Linked DNA regions of Mus musculus: region 2 is linked to region 1. The links are chromatin contacts, called in public ChIA-PET maps. All regions are on one chromosome and are shown on one strand. Each heading gives the region's core, a stretch centred on a gene start, on an enhancer-like site or on the middle of the called end of the contact. The rest is flanking DNA. Distances are from core to core; before and after follow the strand shown.

The links. ChIA-PET counts read pairs in DNA pulled down with a chosen protein or histone mark.
Region 2: a contact with region 1 is called in an SMC1A ChIA-PET map of the G1E-ER4 cell line, with 8 read pairs. The contact joins two enhancer-like sites. A contact is called at or near these places in 1 of 39 promoter capture datasets (the 3T3-L1 cell line), 1 of 15 datasets of contacts at CTCF or cohesin (the G1E-ER4 cell line), 9 of 484 Hi-C or Micro-C datasets (the G1E-ER4 cell line, the HL-1 cell line, erythroblasts and 4 more) and 2 of 115 datasets of contacts at active chromatin or transcription factors (the HPC-7 cell line and fetal liver).

Annotation. Positions count from the first base shown.
Region 1 is chr16:92,713,234-92,719,855 of GRCm38.p6, reverse strand. The region is part of intron 2 of Runx1 (runt related transcription factor 1); the gene reads left to right. Among named protein-coding and RNA genes, the nearest start is that of Gm30281, 46 kb to the left of the region's middle. Within about 2 kb of position 4,100, at least 92 of the 459 cell types and tissues checked have an H3K27ac peak or open chromatin away from gene starts, as enhancers often do. A contact at or near this core is called in the G1E-ER4 cell line, the HPC-7 cell line, erythroblasts and 1 more, where this site is marked.
Region 2 is chr16:92,879,971-92,886,592 of GRCm38.p6, reverse strand. No RefSeq gene overlaps it. Among named protein-coding and RNA genes, the nearest start is that of Runx1, 57 kb to the right of the region's middle. Within about 2 kb of position 2,657, at least 61 of the 459 cell types and tissues checked have an H3K27ac peak or open chromatin away from gene starts, as enhancers often do. A contact at or near this core is called in the G1E-ER4 cell line, the HPC-7 cell line, erythroblasts and 1 more, where this site is marked.

The DNA.
Region 1 (6,622 bases), core at 2,851-5,350:
CATGTAAAGGGGGTTTCTTTTTATAGAGGCATATTTTTAGTTTCTCCCGAGCTAAATTCTGAGCCGAATTGAATCCATACAGCACTCTGTTCCAAACAAGAGCTGAAACACAACTTTGTGTCAGAGTAATACATTGTTAACTGATATGTCAGAAAATCAATTAATTACTTTTAAGAAGCAGTTAAGAGAAGCCCTACAATGCTGCCACTTGAATTATTAAAGAATGCAATGTAAAGGGTCCCCATGCCTGCCCCCCAATTGAAAGCTGATGTTAGAGGGTACTAAAAAATGCCCATGCTCTCATGGGTCCCCATGGAAAATAGTATAAAGTCAAATGACAAACAGAGTAATAATAATAATAACAATAATAATAGCAGTAGTAGTAACAGAGAGGTGACAGGCCTTAGGAATCAAGTGTCTGATGGAAGCAGGGATGGGGTCAGCTCTGCTCAGCGTTGTCCCCAGCTAGGCTTCTCCCATCTTGGATTGCAAGGATCCCAGCTCATCACCAGGCAATCTGCTCCCCCAACAATGCTTTCTTTCCTTTGTGATTGAGTAGCCTGCCTCAGAGCCCTGCAGGTCTGTTCCTTTTCAGGGCAGTACTCTACTCAGTGAAGTGTCCTGGTAAGACTCACTGCTGTGGTGTGAGCATGAAGCATCAGTGACCATGTGGTTCAAGGACAAGCCCACCCAGGTCCCAGGATTGGTCAGGAGGGTGACATCTCAGTGGACAGTGTCCAGAGCCTTCCCAGTGTTGCAGTGAGCTCCGTGGTCACTCTTACATGATTACAGAGCCCTGTGGGAAGTGAGTTTTACTCTGTCAGAGCCAGTGATAGAGAGGACCCGGGATGAAACCCCGATGGTAGAAAGGAAGTACCGCCCTCACAACCTGGTTTGTATCAACGTGGACTACTTAGCTTTGCTCCAGTCACTACACGCATGTTCTATATGTACAGAAAGAAGTTTGACCTGGAGTTTCAAGACTTGCTTCAAAGCCAGGCAGTGATAGCGCACACCTTTAATCCCAGCACTTGGGAAGCAGAGGCAGGTGGATTTCGGAGTTCAAGGCTAGCCTGGTCTACGAAGTGAGTTCCAGGACAGCCAGGGTTCTTGCTTATAACACAGCTTCCTCAAATACAGAGAAGCCATCTCTACCGAACTCTCTCCGCGAGCCCCAGAGACAAGCAGAGCGCAGTAGTGAGATGCCATCCTCACTCTGTGCCTGCGCTTTTTGTTTTGCCAGAAATGTTTACCAAAGAGAAAGCCCATGAGTTCCTATACGCAGGGCAGGGGTGTGATGAGGAGGCTACCACTGGCCACTTGTGGTTACCACTGTGCCCAAAACACCAATGTGGTCTCAGGAGTTCCTCAGATTGCTGACCTCCTAACCTCCAAAGCCCTGGAGGTCCCGAGGGAGACGGGACACAGGGAGAGTCCCGTGTGGGTCTGTTGTCCTACACTGAGAGTGGAGTTAGCATCGAGACAGACAGAGACTAGGTTTGGTTTTTGATTTGGTTTCCTTTAACGACTAAACACCTAGAGATAGCCATCCCTTCAGTCTGAGGTCTGCATCAGACAAGGACTCATAACGAGATGGTAGGAAAGAGTCCAGTGAACGACTTGATACCAGGCATAAGAAGGGAGATTGCTTCAGCTCTTACTTCCCTAGATAACAACTGGGAGGTTGAGGGATGTGTCCCTGGCTCAGGGAGAGATGCTAAAAGGTTCCAAGGAAGGAGGAGATTTCAGTATCTGGGGGCAGAATAAGCAACGTGGCGCGGTAAGCTGAGCAGTGGTATTTAGGCCATGCAGTGGCTGGGCTAACTTCCCACAGGGCCTGGGATTCTCTGAGCCCCGGAACACTCTGTCTGGAGGAGAGACCGGGTCCGATTTCCTTTACTCTGACTCTTTGACTGCAGGGAGGCTGGAGCAGAAGCTGTCGGGTGATCAGGCAGCCGCTCCAGAATGAGATAATGGAGACAGTAGTCCCATGGAGCTGCTGGGAAGAGCTGTACCTCCTTCCTCCCAACCAGAGCCCCCAACACTGAGCCAGTGGCAGGCCATTCCTCTCTCCACACACAGGTCCAGTCTTGCCAGGTACAGCATGGCTCCTTCTCTATGTCTCATGGATGCAGGATTCCTAGAACTGTCAGAGGTCTAGTCTACATTCTCCAGCGATAGACACTGCAGGGACTCTTGTTAATACCCCTGCTTCTTACACCGTCCAGCAACTGCATGTGGGTGTTATTGTAAACAACAACGTTAGCCACTCAGTATACACAGGCCCCGCTCCACCACGGGAGCTCATAAGCTTGGATCTAGACATAATCTACCTGATCCCTTACTGACAGTCCCTACTGTCCCCAAAGAGTTTTTATTAAAGACTTCTTGTGCCCTTGCGACAGACCTTGTACTGAAAAATCATGCTGTCTCTACTTTAAACATCAGTGTGAACCATAGCAGTCAGCCAGGGTGTAGTGTGGTGGCAAGACACCCTGGACAGGTCTGGCCAGGGATTGAGGACAGTGGCCACCCAACAGGCAGTGCCCAGACTGTACAGTGTTGCAACAGCCTCTCCCTCTTCCCCTCCCCCTCCCCCTCCCTCTTCCCCTCCCCCTCCCCCTCCTCCTCCTCCTCCCCCTCATCCTCCCTCTCCCCCTCCCCCTCCTCCTCCCTCTCCCTCTCCCTCTTCTCCTCCTCCCCCTCCACCTCTCCCCTCTCTTCTTTCTCTCTCTCTCATCCTCTGTGCATGTGTGTGTGCCTCTGTGTGTGTGTGTGTGTGTGTGTGTGTGTGTGATGAGGAGGAGGGGGAATAAGGAGAAGAGGAAAGCGGGGGGGGGGGGACATAATGGCAGAGATCATTTGATGAAAGGCCTCATCTCAGTCTCATTATCAGGCTGCCTTTTCCATAGCTGCCAATGGTGAGTAATCGTACCTCTCAGAAGGACAGCCTGCTGAGAGATTGGAGGACAAGAGATTGGAGGACAAACCCAAGGAAGAACGGGGACTCTGGGGCAGGGACTCCCTTCTGAAATTCCCTCCAGGTCTGTAACTAGAGCTTTCCCTTTCTTCTTCTTCCCTCCCCTCCCTCTCCTTCCCCCTCCCTCTCATCTCCTTCCTTCCCCTCTTTTCCCCTTCTCTCTCCTCCTTCCTCCCATACCTCTCTCTGATATTGGGAGCATCGCAGGGGCCTCTGTGCCAGCATAGGGAGGGGCCTCATCCTCTTCATCTGTCCCCACCTCCCCGCCTTTCTATATTGATTTGCAGAGTAGAATTTGATAAAAGAATGAGAGAGAGACGGAGAGACAGAAAGAAACAGAGACAAAGAGAGATGAGAGAGAGGGGGAGAAAAGTAGACAAAAAAAGAAGGAACAAGACAAAAAAAACGAAGGAACAAGATTCTAAAGGTGTCTGGAACCTTTCAAAAGCCTCGTGCTGTTTGCCTGTTAAGAAGATACAAGTAACACAAGCCAGCATGAATCCCATTCAAGGGCTGATACTTGGTTTCAGAGAGTCCTGATCTAAATGAGGTCAAAGTGGGTCTTATGCAGGGCCTGTCATTCTGTGCACACTGCGAGTCAGGCTGAGCTCAACCACCTGCTCTGGGGCCTTGAGAAAGATCCAAGGCAAGGTGTCCAGGAAAACAAAATGCATAAGATGTCTACATAGAGCAATCTACTGCCCCAGATAAGAAACATCTTCCTCTGTTTTCATGTGCCCGTGTGCATGTGCAAACACACATGCCTGTGCTCATGTGTGTACACGTACACACACAAGCACGCACAAACACAAGCCCATGCACACAAACACACACACCCAAAAGACCTGCTCTAGCAGAGAGATCCGTGGCTCGGTTCCTCTTTCTTTAGAATTCCAGATAAGCCTTTACATCTCCTCAATCATTGCTCCCATTTGATAAATTCGCCAAAGTTCAAAGGCTGAGTGTGACTGGGGGCATTTGGAGAGGAATGATAAAACTGTGTCTGATAAACACAAAAAGCTTCATCAATATAGATCTACAAATTGGGAGCGTGGGGCTCCCTCAGGCAGTGAAGCTGTTATCTCCAGGGCGAGCCCCAGAAGATAGCTGAGGGAGCGGGAGGCATTATCTGCCTTCACAAGAGGAGCAGCACCTCCCCCACTGCTGTCTGCAAAGCCCAGGAAACACCTTGCAGGGGGTTGATGCAAGACTGCCATCCCCGCCCCAGCGACAGTTGGAATAGTGTTGTAACACAACATTGAGCAACACCTCCGCTGTAGCAGCCACTCTGTCCTAAGACACTTCTCCTGAGGAAAGACAAAGATATTTCGGGTGTCGTTGTTGTTGTTGTTGTTGTTGTTGTTGTCGCCTTTGTTTCAGCTTAGGTCATTAAAGAAAAAAAATCCCCCCTTCCACCCTGCTACTTAAAAAATAAATGTCCCTGAAGTTGGACATTTTGTCCAGGAAGATGGCCTCTTTGTTCCTCAGTCCAACGTGGCCTCGTTGAGTAAGTCTTCCTTTTTTGCTTTTAACTATTAAAGTCAAGAAATAAGAAAAAAAAATCAAGAAATAAAAAAATCAAGGAAAAAAAAAAACTCAGTTAGATCCTGAGAGACTGTTAATGCCAGCCCCTTTCCATCTCACTGTACCATAGCTTGAGAATTCCAGAGAAATCTTCATTTGTGTTTTTCCAGAGATCAGGTTGTCGGTTCCTGGGACTTTTGGGAACTGGATTTAAACTTGTGGATTGCTCTCGGGAAAGGACTTTGAAAGAGAAGAGACCCACTGGAGCTTTCCAGGAGTAATTTCTAAATTTCTTCTAGAGAAAATTTCACAAGACCCTCCTGATTTTAGGGAAGTTACAAAATGGCCAATGGAAGAGGCACAGGGCTAGAGCGGAGGGTGAGACAGCCTTCTCAGAGGGAGGGTCCCAGGCCTGCGAGATGGGCAAGCTGAGAGAAGTCAGCTTGTTTCTAGGAGCCCACTTGCTCTCTGAAAAGTACACAAATTATAGTACGTGTCTGTCTGGAGGAAAATGCTTAGCAGCATCTACCACAGAAAGGTAGCCACTGGAGCAACCCTGTTCTCTCACTTACTTCAGAATTGTCCTTTTGTGAGTGACCAGCTCCAGCATCTCGGAGTGCTCCAGCATCTCAGAGTTCTCCAGCATCTCAGAGTTCTCCAGCATCTCAGAGTGCTCCTACATCTCAGAGTACTCCAGTATCTCAGGGAACTCCAGCATCTCAGAGTATTCCTGCATCTCAGAATGCTCCAGCATCTCAGAGTGCTCCAGCATCTCAGAGTGCTCCAGCATCTCAGAGTGCTCCAGCATCTCAGAGTGCTCCTGCATCTCAGAGTGCTCCTGCATCTCAGAGTGCTCCAGCATCTCAGAGTGCTCCAGCATCTCAGAGTGCTCCAGCATCTCAGAGTGCTCCTGCATCTCAGGGTACTCCTGCATCTCAGAGTATTCCTGCATCTCAGAGTGCTCCAGCATCTCAGAGTGCTCCAGCATCTCAGAGTGCTCCAGCATCTCAGAGTGCTCCAGCATCTCAGAGTGCTCCAGCATCTCAGAGTGCTCCTGCATCTCAGGGTACTCCTGCATCTCAGAGTATTCCTGCATCTCAGAGTGCTCCTGCATCTCAGAGTGCTCCAGCATCTCAGAGTGCTCCTGCATCTCAGAGTGCTCCAGCATCTCAGAGTGCTCCTGCATCTCAGGGTACTCCTGCATCTCAAGCTGCTCCAGCAGTTCCAACTCAGTCTGGTCTTCTTTGTACTGTGTTGAGAGCAGCATGGTTTCAGACTTGGCAATGGAGGAAAGAGGGACACAGAGAAGGAAGGGAGTCTGCAGTCACACGCAGTGTGACCACACTTAGCCATGGAACTCATGTGACAGACTGTGTTCTCAGACGGACTTCCCTCTGGGTCAGAAGGTTTCAGACGTCTTTGTAGCCAGCAGCCAGAAGGCCTTTGCCATGGTTTGATCTTTGGGAAAGCAAGCGTTGCTCCCTGGGTGGCATTAGACCATTGCCTGGTGTTTTGTCTATCCTTCGCTTCTTCTTTACCAATGGAGTCTGCCCTGTGGCAGAAAACCTGAGGCTGTTTTTAAATTTTGAAGTCTCCCTCTTCTCCCTGACCCTGAACTTTGGAGGCCTGAACTATGCTGGATCCCTTGCCCTCTCCTGAGCCTCCAAAGGTTACACTTGGAAGTCCTGACCTTAGTGAGGAGGTTTTCACTGAAGGGGCGCATAACCCTCCCAGCTGGTTTCTAATCCACCATCAAAACCTAATAAATAATGGATACTAATGACAGCGCTGAGACACCTATCTGCACTGTCCACCACCGAAGTCAGAGAGAGAACCGAGGCTGCTCCCTAAAAATGGCATATGGCTCTCTAAATAAAGAGCTATAATGCGTTTTATATTTAAACCATAAGGCCATGGGCTCCAACCCAAGTGGAGATGGGCTCTGCTCCTTAAGTACCATTCTGGAAAAGTCATTGAACTACCTATCCAGCTCGCTGGGTTCTGTGTTGTTAAAACAGCTCATTTCCTTAGACGTACAGCTAGAACAGGTCTGTTGGCACATCCATCTGCCCGCTGTGCCTGGTGGGAGGATGTCCCCAGCAAGCCAAGCAGTCCTTC
Region 2 (6,622 bases), core at 1,408-3,907, 170 kb before region 1:
TACTACAGGTCTGTACTAGACATAGGTTTCCTTCTATAGGGTAGGCCTTACATCCAACCAGAAAACAGTTGCTAATCTCCATAACATCTGCGCCGCTACTGCACAAACAGGCACAGGCTGATACACCTGAGTCATTTCTGTAGTCCGTAGGGTTTCCAGCTGGGGAAGTCTGTTGATAACTACCCACCCTGCACACACACCAGCTTGCAGGCCCCTTCCCATGCTATGAGAGGACCTTAGGGGAGAAGCCTCCTTGTTGGTACCAACTTGACTTCTCCATGGCCTGTGTCAAATGGGAATGATGTCTTCAGCAACCAAGAAACAGTGACAACAACCTGTGCTGTTGGGGGTGGGTGTCCAGGACACCTCTGACCAACAGCTCATTACTGTTTTCATCTTTTATGTGTTGACTGCCACCCACAGCTGACATCATTCCTAACCAGCACACGGCCTCTAACACCTTCCCATTACATCAATCTTTCGCCTTGTTTTGATCACAACCTCCCTGCGGCCATCCCACGAATACACATCCTTGTAGCCTGTCACCCACAGCCTGCCATCATCATGGAGGAACAGCCCATCATAAGTCCCCTCTCTAGGTCCTGCACTCTTCCATAAACAAATGGACACTGGAGAGTAACGCTGTCCTTGAACACAACTCTCCTTATAATTTCCTTTGTCAAAAAGACCTTGATGTGATTGTAGTTGCAACCAAAGAGGGAGCTAGAGAAATTCACAGAGCAGACATCAGCATCCCCGTGACAATATGCAGAGAACAAGTGCTTGCATGGAATGGGCCACTGCACACACAGTGATATGGCCACACAACAGTAACCCAAAGGTACTAGAATATAATCTGTGCTATCTGAGTGTGGAGATGTATGCCTGTAAACCTAGCACTCAAGAGGTTGAGGTAGGAGAACCAAGAGTCCAAATTAATCCTTGGCTATGTGGCAAGGTTCAGAACAGCCAAGGGGTGTGTGGGATTCTGTCCCAAAACCAAACAGAAAAGTCTTGGTAACATATAATCTTCTATGAACATGGGCTGTTCACTGTTTAGATATTGGATGGAAACTAAAGACTGATTCCAGAAATGAAGCCCCACAGTGGTTGTTTCAGAACAGCGAGGTTTTAGGGAATTTCATTCTCCTTTTTTGTTCTGTTCTGAATTTTTTAATGTTACCTATAAACACACATCACCATTAAAATAAAATTAAATCTCTCTCTTGCTTTCTCTCTCTGTCTCTCTGTCTCTGTCTCTGTGTGCCTCTGTGTGTTGCATTCATGTGTGCATGTATGTGTGTATATGTGTGTGCATATGTGTGTGTGTGTGTGTGTGTGAGCGCACACGGGCATGCTTGTAGGTTTGTATGTGCATTTCTTTGGAACAGGAAGTTAACACTAGCATTGTTCTGCACGAGCTTTAGACCCAGTCCTTTTGAACCACGTTATCTCACTGGGGCCTAGAGCTTGCTCAGGGGTCTGGGTTGGGTGACCAGGCTCCCAAAGCTGCTCGTGTCTCTGTCTTCCCTGATGCTGGGATTACACCAGCCCCCCCCCCCAGCCAGCTTTGCATGTGGGTGATGATGATGGGAACTGGTCCTTGTGTTTGTGTGATGATGCTCAATGGACAGAGCTTCCTCCCAAGAGCTATATGGTCTTAAATCCTAACAGTTCTTTGAGGCTCAGCTTGACCTGCTCAGAATGCGTTCTGTACATTTCCCTGCAGGATCCTCTCCATCTGCTTTTAACTTGTTTGCAGAATGTTCCCCTCTTAGCACGCATGTCATGCATGGGCTTGAATTAGACCCATCAGGATAGTGTGACTTTTACTCCATGCCACCCTTGCTCTGTACTTAGAATGCATCCCATCATCTTTGTGTTTCCTGTGAGGAGCCACCAAATGCCCCCTCCAGAGTGGCAGGAGGTTTAGCTGGCATGTGTCTCTCCAGGTGGTCCATACAATGTGTGTTCAGATTAAGGGTATTGAAATCTCAAGAGATTGATTTGCCAAGGAAAGCACTTCCTCCAGTCAATTTAACACTTGTTTACTGAACTAGCCTACTTGGTGAGTTTCAGGCCAATGAAAGATTTTGTCTAAAAATCAATGTGGAGGATGCCTAAGAAATATCAGACAAGGCTGTCTTTCTGGCCTGTGTACATAACCAGATAGCCTAGGATGGCAGTGTCCCATAGAACTTTTCTCAGTAGCTCAGCCACACATAGAGAGCCAACCACACATCCTATTCTGTTATTCATCTTTCCCTGGAAACACTACATGGGTCTTCCCCTCTCTGAACAACTCACTTTTCAGAAGTAGGGGCAGCTAGCACTGGCCTAATGCTCAGGGCTGGGCTCACACCGGTCTGAGGCTATGTCAGCGCAGGCCTATAAATCACTCTCAGTTCTTGCCTCTTTCCTGTTGTGCTGACAGCATCAGGAAGCTGCTGTGCGGGCTATAGCCCACACTAACAACTGGCAGATAGCGCTGAGCTGAAGGAAGAAACATGTCGAAAGCCCCATTCAAGGCAAGTTGTTAGCAAGTGTGAACAATGCTCAGAATAACAGGGCTTTTCCCAGAGGCCCCCTGCAAGAGCCTGGCTGCTCACATCTGTCCCAGGCCACCAGAGTCTTATCTTGCCGGTACCATGTGCTCCCACTTATCTGCCGGCAGCCGGACCCCACTGATGTCAGCACACAGGCCAGCTTGCAGCGCTGGCCACCTAATGAAGATCAGGTGGTGGGAACGATGCGTTCTCTCTTTCGCTTGCTCTCAGATGGTTCGTGTGTTTCGACAGCAGACGGGAAAGTGTATTTCTAAGACCATGGTGTGCATGTTCATACTCAGAGGCTGAGTCTTCTCACAGCCTTGTCAGGGCTTGTTTGTAGCTGTTATCGATGTCGAGTTACCAAGGGTCCCCTGAGTGTCAGAATCTTGAATTATCCAAATAAGTCCCTCCCAAAGGTCTTCCTCTCAGTACTCTGAGAACCCTTTGTGCTTTTGATCAAACTGTAGATGGTGACGGAGCTGGCATTGCGGGACCAGGCATAATTGAACTTGTAGAATTAGGTAGAAGGACTGGTGTTGACCTCAGGAAACTGCTCACTATGCATATACATACACACATATAGACACATGGAGACACACACAAACTACACACATATACACAAATGGAGACCCACACAAACATATGCACAAACATAAATACACACTTTACTGTTAGCATTTGCATACAGAGTCTCTCTCTCTCTCTCTCTCTCTCACACACACACACACAAATACACACGATGGAAAGACATGTTTAGAAAGATAGAAGGCCAGGTACCATGTGTAATGACATTGTTCTCACCATGAAGCCACAAATGACGGGGTTTGTACTGAGCATCTCCTAGTAATAGGATCATGACCTTGACCCAGAGCTACCCCTACACAAAATCAGTCAAGTGTGTGTAACTTAATGGTGGCCAGCATCTAGAGCGTATGAGGAAGTATGGGTTCAAAGGAAGATCCCCTCTCTCTTAAGATGTTGCTGCATAAGCAATTTTGAACCTTGGCAACTTAAGAGCTCTACCATCAAAGGCCTAGAGAGAGATGACGCCCATTGGTGACCAGTTATCTCTGTTGTGCATAGCTCCTGGGCTAATTTTTATATTGCTCATGTGCATACTTGTACTCCTCACTTAAAATCAGGCTCAATGGGTTCAGGTCAATAGAGAAACATTCTTCACTGTGCCCAAAACATATAATATGGAGCTCAGGACATTATAGATGGCTGATGTCCATTGAGCATACGGTGACAACTACCACCCAGTATTCCTCTTCCTGATTATTCTCAGAACAGAATTTGATTTTCTATTTCAGATTGAAATGCAGTTTCCTGGAGATCATGCACATTGTGTGAATATAGTGTGCAAATGATATTAATCAAATAATAGTAAGAAATGGATAATATTCCATACAATGATAATGAACTTTGTTAGAAATAGAAGATTTTAAAACATTCAGAACTGAAGAAGAAAGAGTAAATATGATCAAGATTTTTTTTCCTCCAAACTGTGAAATAAATAAGTATCAGGAAAATTTCTTCAGAACTGTAGAAATTAGTGTCTAAGGCCAAGTGAGTCAGTCAAGGGTAATCTGCAAGGAGCCCAGAATTGATGCCGGTGTTCACACACCACAGCATTAAGCACAGAATATAATCAAACAACAGAATATTTTGGTTCAGAAAGGTCACCAACACTAATCACCTTCACCAGAGTTTAAGTCAGTAAAGTATAGCAGAAGCTTGTTCGAAAGAAATGGCTGGAGCAGTCAAAGCCAAGGATAAAGAAGGTAATGGTGACTCTTATGGTAGAGTGGAGCAGAGAAGAACATGGAACATTGAAAGCCTGGGATCGGGGAGAGGACATGCTGAAAACCACCCATACACACGAGGAAGCAGTGATGTGTTCCAGGCACAGATCAAACAGATGTTGGGAGAGGCTGTGTGACAGCAAGGAGGCCATGGGGACAGCCACTGGAGATTAGCTTCAGCCTGAAGAGGAGGCCATGGGGACTGGAGGAGGCTATATACCAGCTTCTTTGGATCTCCTCTAACCAATAAATAGCAGGAGCTGTGTAGAGTCAGGGGCAGGTAGATCTGGCATCTGCCACAGATAATGGTGTAGAGACTAGAGGAGTTTGTGGCCAGCTTTGAAGAAGTCAGAGTAGTAAAATTTCAAAGAATGGTAGAATGCAAGGCCAGAAGATGAAAGACCAGGTCTCCTCCAGAGGAGCTCTGCAATAGTAAGATCCAGACTCAGAAGGAGAGATGGAAGGATGTAAAGAGGGGACCAAAGATGAAATTCTCTGGTAATGCCAGATGTAAAAACACTGTTCTGAGAAGTAAAAATAAACACAAAGGAAAATGGGCATAAAGTTGAGAGCATTGTTCTTGGAGGGCCTGCAGAATCTGTTAAAGCCAAAAAAGGATGAGAGAAGGGATAAAGACAGGATAGAGGCTCTGGAAGGGAGGGGGATACAGAGTGAAGTCTTAGCAGCTTGTCTCGGTCGGATTAGTTTTTTGCCTACTGCCCTCTCTATGTAGTGAGCGGGCTCCGAGATATGATCCTGTTCTCAAGATGCTCACAGACCAGATAGGGAAAGTGGGCAAAGCACATTACACAGTTATGTGTCTGGATAGTAAGCTTCCATAATGCCATGGGTCTTGAAAGATTAGAGTGCAACATTTTAGAAATATCACATGAGAAACCCTCCCAAAGAAAATTACACAGGGGTCTTAGATTAAGAGACACACTCGTCTAGTGGAAAGCATAGAAGTGGGGGTGAGGACAATCGGCTCCTTCAGTACTTTTGGGCATACGAGCAGGAGAATTCAAGCTCAGGTCCTCAGCACCCTCTTAGAATCTTTTGCAGCTACAGGTGCTGGCCTGGACTCATAACCTTGGGGCTGGAGATGCACAGGCAGATGCCTGGCACACATTGACCAGTCAGCCTAGCCTAATCATGTGGTCTGGGCTCAGTGAGGGACTCTGTCTCTGAGCAACAACAAAAAAGAAAAAAGAAAAAGCTACTAAGAAGACATGTGACCTTGAACTCCACACACACCACAGAAGTCCAGCAGGGGAGCATTGGGGACATTACCTATGAAAAGAATATGTTTCTCTGGTCAAGGTTTTGGGCTTGAGAAATATTTCTAAGCAGGACAGGAAGTAGATATGGGACAGGAAGTGGAGTGGGTCTATAAACCTCAAGACACCACCCCACAGTGACCCACTTCCTCCAGCTAGACCACCCAGGGTTCCATAACCTTTCGAAACACCATGAGCTGAGGAGTCTGTGGAGGACATTTCACATGCTAGGTGGAGAGAGGGTCAAGCAGATCACACAGAAGCCGAAGGATAAGCTCTGAGACTGTAGCTTGGCTGCTAGAGAGCTTGCCTAGCAGGCATGAAGCCCTGGCCTCAATCCCCAACACTGTGTAAACTGAGCATAGTGGTGCACACCTGTGTCCCAGTACTGGGGAGGCATGGGAAGCTCCAGGGCTTTTTTAGGTTGCACAACAAGTTGGAAGCCAGCTTGGACTACATATGCCTGTCTCAAGGGGAAAAATATAAGAACAAAACTAGTGTAATCTTCTGAGCTTAGCGTGAGTGTGAGCTTGCAGAGAAGGCAGAGTGCCACCTTCTATCAAGTTCCACAGAGTGACATTAGGAAGTTGGTGCAGTCAAGGAGGCAGCAATCAGTAGAGGTGAGGATGTTGAGGTGGGGTAAAGATGGAGCTGCTCAGACCCAGGAGAAAGGAAAAGGGTTGAAGGAGAAGTCCTGAGGTAGTTGGCAAGAACAAGCACAGAGCATGGCTGGTGGATCAGCAGTAGAGAGCAGAAACCGGGAACAGCAATGAAAGGCAGGTCTGCACCGACTCGCACCTGTGAGAGTTTGAGGCAGGAGTTTAGAGGATCCTGGTTGTTTTGGACAGCCATCTTTCATTCAATTATGAGATGGGAGAGCAGCACCGTGGAGCTGCAGAAGAGTGTTTCCTAGGCAAGGATTAAAAAGCCTTAACAATGGCTTCATCTATGTTCACCATGTGAGCCAGTGGTGGCAAGACTCAGTGGTGGC